Linked DNA regions of Sus scrofa: region 2 is linked to region 1. The links are chromatin contacts, called in public HiChIP or PLAC-seq maps. All regions are on one chromosome and are shown on one strand. The core of a region is the stretch at or near the end of the contact, and the rest is flanking DNA. Distances in the headings are between cores, read along the strand shown. Region 1 holds the start of ARID5B (AT-rich interactive domain-containing protein 5B). Region 2 holds the start of ADO (2-aminoethanethiol dioxygenase).

Region 1 (3,001 bases), core at 19-2,518:
ATACAGTATTTTCAAGCTTGCCCTGTAATAAGCATTACTGGGGGAAAAATAATAAAGGAAGAAGAAAGGGAGATATAAGTTTACCACCTCGCCATGGTCGCTATTTCTGCCCTGGGGAGTGTCTTCTGGGAGGAAATAAAGTTTAGAGCTGGATAAAAGTTGCCGGCTGGTCCTCTCTTCCCACAACAGCTGGAGCTCCGCTATGCAAATCGGATCCTTTGGCGTACATCTTACAAAGAAAAAGTCGCCAAGGGACAAAATTCTTGGTTTGCCTTCAAGGTGGAATTGAAAAGCCTTGTAGAAAATGTAAGGTCCGTGCAAGCCACACGGTGAGCCGACCCACTGCAGGGGAAAAAAGCACCAAATAAATAATGTAGCCATCAGAGCACAAACGTCTATTCCCAGACATATTTACACACAGACATCCACACTCTTAATACAGAAGAGGCAACAGATATAAAGCTGGGTGGAAAATAATAGAGCCCACAAAATTTCTGCCTCCCTTAAAAGAAAAAAAAAAAACCCTCAGCCCCCCCCCCCCCCCGCCACCTCTCCCTACCTCTCCATCTGAGGAGGTAAAATTACATTATGTATGTATGATCGGTGCAGGGATTTTTTTAAACAATAAAAATGATTTGGGGGGATGCAGAGGGTAAAAGTTTGGTGAAAAGTTTGTGGGGGGTGTGGGTGGGTGCAGAGGTGTGGGTAAGCTGGGGGCCTGGGGGGTGCCGGGGGGGTGCCGGGATCGGAGGAGCGGAGAAGAGCGAAATACCTGGAGTGAGTTGGGCTCCATCTCGACGTTCTGAATTGATTGAACTCAACATTCTCTCCAAACTTGTTGGCTTGAATGGATTGCATCAGGTCCTGGCAGGGAAAAACATTCTCTGCCTTCAGCTGGCGTAATGTCTCAATATAAAACTAAGCCCTTGCCTCCCCCCCAGCACCAAAATGATTGAAAATATGTCCTAATATTTCTCTGACGACTCAATTTTCAGCTCCTGTCAGAACTGTGTAGGGTTCCTTCCAAATGTGGGTTGATCAAATTCATAATCGGGAGAAAGGCTCCGTCCAATCTCGGCGGGAAGCGGATGGATCAAGGCAAAAAACATATAGGAAGGTTTGTAAAAATAAAATCTACTCTTAAATTGTGCAAAGATGAGATCTCCCTCTTCTCTGTCTCCCTTGTCTAGGGGTATCGTTTGGTGAGATTTTTTGGAGGAGACAAGAGGTAGCGAGCTCCGCTGTGCATCTGACAGGACCTGCTTGTATATGTCTAATATAAAGAACATTTCCTGCAGAGATTCCGGGGCGCTGCTCCTCTTTCTAATGCTCCTTAGCAGATTTGCTGTTATTAGACATGTAGATTTGTTTGATAGTTAAATTACGCTTCCTCACTGCCATGTTTTCGAGAACTAATCTGTTAAATTATCTTTTGATGCCTATTTACATGGAAGAGAAAAGTGGGTTATCGATTATATAAACATATAAATATTAATGCATTTGTTCGCTTCGCAAAAAAAAACACTCAGCAAAAAAAAAAAAAAACAGAAAGACAAGTGAGCAGTGCACACACATTTCAGGATTTTGCAAACAATATTGAACGGACAGCGACTGCATTTAGGGACTGGAACAATAAACGATGCATGATAAATCAATAAATGCGAGCAGCGAGTCTGCTCGGAATATGAATTCAGGCTCCCGGTTCTGCGTGTGCATTCTTTAATTTTGAAGTATATACACTAGTACGTGTTTACAATGCTGATGGACGCCAAGGGCGCTCTCAAATGATAATGTGTTTATATAACCCAGCGCTACAGGAATAATATACCGACTCCTACCCCACCCCCAACCCCTCCCCCGCCAAAAAAGGGAGGGGAGCTTCCTCAATAATAGTTTGAAACTGAAAAAATCCATTTGCAAACTAGTTAAATACAACCAGAAATTAAGCTGTTGAAAACCGGGGGCATGAACCGTAAGACAATAAAGGCTTTAAATGTGTATATTTATTGTTCTGGAGCCCTGGAGCATTGCGAGGTTTGCATGCACGGCTATTATGCAAACACAGAGAAACTTAAGAGCGACAGAACAAGGAACAGGCAGAGACTGCAAAGCCCTCGCTCGCTCCGACCCAGCTGCCGGTCCTCCGCCAGGCTAGATTGCATTTTCGCAGTGTTGATGTAAAATGGTGTACTCGCTTCCCCCACGCTCCCCCACCCCCTTCTCGGCTCTCCTCCCACTCCTTTCAGTATACCCCCCCCCCGCCTCCGATTTTATTATATTGGCACCAATCTTTCCAAAGTGGGTCTGGCATGCTAAAAAAGTAAACATGTACTATATGGGGAATAAGGTCTGTTATAGTATGACAGTTGAAACTTGATCTGTGATAAAATTACAGGATGTTGAAATTACTAGTAAGCTATTTTTAACGCTTTCGCAACGTTTCACCTCTAGTCACAGCATCTAGTTGAAACAGGATTACTTTAATGAAAATTATATTCACATGGCTGAAGTTAATACACCCGGCAGAGCACAAATGCCTCATATTCAGTGACTTGAGGTGGAAAGACCCTCTCTGTGTATTTTTATGCCTTTTCATAACGTCTGAGTCCGATGCAGTAAGAATTAGGGCACTTAACATTATCTAAACCACATTTTTGATTCAGAACATGGGGAAGTAATAAAAGGCAAGATCTATCTCGTTTCTATACACACAGAGATAAACGAAAGAAAATGGCAGATCCTCCAATTACAATAAGTAATAAAAGCCCATGCCAAAGAGCCGGTATTCTGAAAGATGTTGAAAACTATTTTAATAATTTAAAGTAATATCACAACTCTGCACAGTGGAGGAGGACAATGTAACCATTCGCAGTCTCCCATCTTTTGCATTAGTCAAATTATGACTTGCACATCACTCTTTAATTATCTGCCTTGAAATTTCATCTGATCTTTCTATTTTATAAACATGGGTTACAAAGAGAAATTACAGCTCTCTGGCGCT
Region 2 (3,330 bases), core at 209-2,708, 870 kb before region 1:
CACCTCTCGGGGCAGGTCACAGGCCGAGTCGGAGGCCTCTTTGGCCCTGACAGGCTCCAGCACCCGGTAATAGTGACAGTCCCGGCCGTCGTCCGGGTCGTAGGGCGGGGCCAGGATATCCAAGAAGGCGGCAGGCCCATCCACAGCGTCGATCTGGTGCAGGTTGTCCCGGTGCGGCGTGAGGACGCAGGGACCGCTGGCCTCAGTGTACTCGGCCCGCGAGCGCAGCACTCCCGGCCGCACCGCGTCCCGCTCCCGGGCCAGCAGCGGCGGTTCGAACTGCTGCTCTGGTGGCGGGGCCCGCGGCCGTTGCCCGCTGCCTGCCTCCAGCTTGTCCATGCAGCTGATGCGCACGGTGCCATAGAGCACCTTGAGCATGCCATGCATGCCAGGGTGGTCGTGGAGCGGGATGGATGTGCCGCTCTTAAGCAAGAACACGCCGAGGCTGAAGCCGTCAGTCTCGTAGATGTGCATATAGGTGACGGGCGGCAGGTTGGGTGGCAACGGCTGCAGCGTGGCCTTGCGCGGGGAGATGTTCAGGTCCTCTGCGCGGACCTGTGTCAGCAGGCTCTTCAGCTTGCTCAGGTTCTCCGGGAAGCCCTGCGGCACAGGCGCCTCAGGGCCTGGCGCCGCGCCGCGATCGGAAGAGCTGCGGCCGCCCCCGCTGCCCCGGAAGGTGAGGCATGCCTGGCGGGCGATCCGTTGGATCAGGGAGGCCATGTTGTCTCGGGGCATGCTCTGCTGTTCCTCCGCATGCCGAGGCCGGCCCCCTCCGCCCCCAGCTTTCCTTCGCCCCTTGCGGTCCCCGGCGGCCGCCACGGCTGCCCGCAGCTCCGCGCGAGGCAGAAGGCCCCGCAACTCCCGGCCAGTCGGGCGCGCGGCACTACAGCCGCCTACCCCAGCAGCCACACGCCCGCAACGGCCGGACGCGCCCGCCTTGCGCCCCCTTTGAGCGCGCACGCGCACGGCCCACACCCAGCACTCACGCTCCGGGAGCAGGTACCGGCCGCGCAGACGGTCTTGGGCTTTGCCTTACGCCCGAAGCTCCATTCATGCGGCCCGCACCTACGGCGGTAGCCAGGCGGACCTGGTGCCTTGCAGAGCATCCTGGGACTTGTAGTCTGATATTCCGCATGCGCTCTGAGAGAGTTCTCTTTGTCAGCTGGAAAAAGGACGGATTAGATTTGTTGGTGTTAAGAGCTACCTTCATTACGGTTCCATGGTGTTTGCTGTTTGAAGAAAAAGTTGGGGTATAAGAGAAGTAGCCAGTTCACTACATCTCCCAGCATTCCCCAGCAGGTTGGGGTGACGCACTTCCGGCAGCTGGCCTGTTGTGTGGTGAAGGCTCTTGGCCGCCTCAAGGAACAGGGCAAGAGGGTCGTTAACCTTCTGGCGCCGCCCGGGCCTGGTCAATCAACCAAGGTCGCTTTCCTGTGGCCTTAGCCCTGGGAAGGAGGCTGTTGGGTTAACTTTAGCTCCTTGTGGCCGCTCAGGCAGCTCTGTCTGCCACGGGATTACGGAACCGCACTTTTGCGATTTTCCAAGTTTCTTAGGAGATCAGAGTGTCGAGCTGTTCCTGGTAATCAGCACAGTTATTTTACACAGCCGTCCCCAGCTGTTGTTTGCATTGGGGTCTGATGACGCTGCTTTTCTGATTACAGAGCACGGCAGTTTTTTTGCTAGAACTTGAGAGGCCATTTGCTGCGGTCACTGAGTCCCTGTACTAATGGTTCTCAAACGTTAGTTTGCCTAAGAAGCACCTGGTTAGAGGAGGAGGGAGCGTTTTAAAAATGCAGATTCCTGGTCTTCATCCAGAGATTATTTTGAGGCATCCTGTGAGAAACAAGTGTTGTGCGAGAATCAGGCAAGCTCTTGAACTTAACCTTACCCTGAGTTTAAAGTCCTTTTGGATTTCCAAAGCTAAACATTGGTTTCTTGTTCATTTTGTAATTAGAGTGGTTCAGTAAAGTCTCTCTAGTTAAAAAAGGAATGCTTTTTATTTATAATTTTTTTTTTTTTAAAGTGGGCTTCCTAACGTATCTAATGAGTGTTCACTCTAAGGCAGGCATTGTGTTCCCATCCGTTATCTAATGAATATTATACTAATCCTCACAGCAATCTCAAGAGGTAAACATTATTATTCCCAGTTTTCAGATGAATAAGTAAGTTTCTAGGGGGTAGTAAATAACCGATATAGATAGCCTAATCAACGTTTTACCAAAACTAGCAGCTCAAATTGGTGTTAAAAGCATTAAATAAGGAGTTAGAATATTGTTTTTTCAGCCCACGGTCCTACTTTACAAGTTGTCCGTCTTTAGGAGACCCTTTCCTTTTAGGTCCTCAGTTTATTCACTTGTATAATGGAGTAGAGTAGCAGTCATTCTGGACTTGCTTACTCATCAGAAGCCCCTGGGAGCTTTATAAAAATAAAGATTTGGAAGTGAAACCCAAGAGATTCTGATTCATACGAACTGGTGTGAAGCCCAGAACTTTTATTTTTAAGATGCTCTTTAAGTTATTCTTAATTGTCAGCCAGGTTAGAGAACCACTGCTAGATCTGTGAACAGTGAACCAGTTCTTAATATTTGGTAATTTTTTTTTTTTTGTCTTTTTAGTGCCACATCCGCGACATATGGAAGTTCCCAGGCTAGGGGTCTAATTGGAGCTGTAGCCTCCTGCTGCTACAGGCACAGCCACAGCAATGCCAGATCCCAGCTGTGTCTGCAGCCTACACCAGAGCTCAGGGCAATGCCAGATCCTTAACCCACTGAGCGAGGCCAGAGATTGAACCTGCATCCTCATGGAGTCTAGTCAAATTTGCTAACCACTGAGACACTACGGGAAAATCCAATATTTGATAATTTTGATTGAGAGGGTGATTATTTGTTTTAGAAAAGGACTCTTAAGATTTATATATTTTCAGAGGTTCCCAGGCTGTTGGTAAGGTACGTAAATGTACTGTCAAAGTTCACCACATAGTGAAATCCCATGCGATCTTTTTCTAAAGTGAGGAATATTTAAATTAAGAGGAAAATGCATCATTTAAAAATCTGGATTTTTATTTATTGACTTTATTAAGTATAATTAGTGGTGGTATAGACTCAATAGATCAGACTTTAGTAACATACAGTTGTGTTTGATTTCCAGATCTCTTATTGCCTAGTAGTTGTCTGTACTTATTTAACTGAAGGTCATCTATAAAATGGGATATTATGAGGCGTTTCTACCCAGGTGCAGTGGGTTAAGAATCCGACTACAGACATTTGGATTGCTGCAGATGTGCAGGTTCGATCCCCAGTCCCCTGTGCAGTGTTAAAAGATCTGGCATTG

What was found. HiChIP or PLAC-seq counts read pairs in DNA pulled down with a chosen protein or histone mark.
Region 2: a contact with region 1 is called in an H3K27ac HiChIP or PLAC-seq map of alveolar macrophages. The contact joins the promoter of ADO here to the promoter of ARID5B in region 1. A contact is called at or near these places in 2 of 47 Hi-C or Micro-C datasets (omental adipose tissue and skeletal muscle) and 2 of 2 datasets of contacts at active chromatin or transcription factors (alveolar macrophages and skeletal muscle).

Annotation. Positions count from the first base shown.
Region 1 is chr14:65,406,870-65,409,870 of Sscrofa11.1, reverse strand. ARID5B (AT-rich interactive domain-containing protein 5B) reads right to left here and starts at 1,268. Exons shown (of 10, transcript XM_021072755.1): 1 at 773-1,268; 2 at 88-342. The coding sequence starts at 793.
Region 2 is chr14:66,275,352-66,278,681 of Sscrofa11.1, reverse strand. It overlaps ADO (2-aminoethanethiol dioxygenase), which reads right to left and starts at 1,458. Exons shown (of 1, transcript XM_005671024.3): 1 at 1-1,458. The coding sequence starts at 735.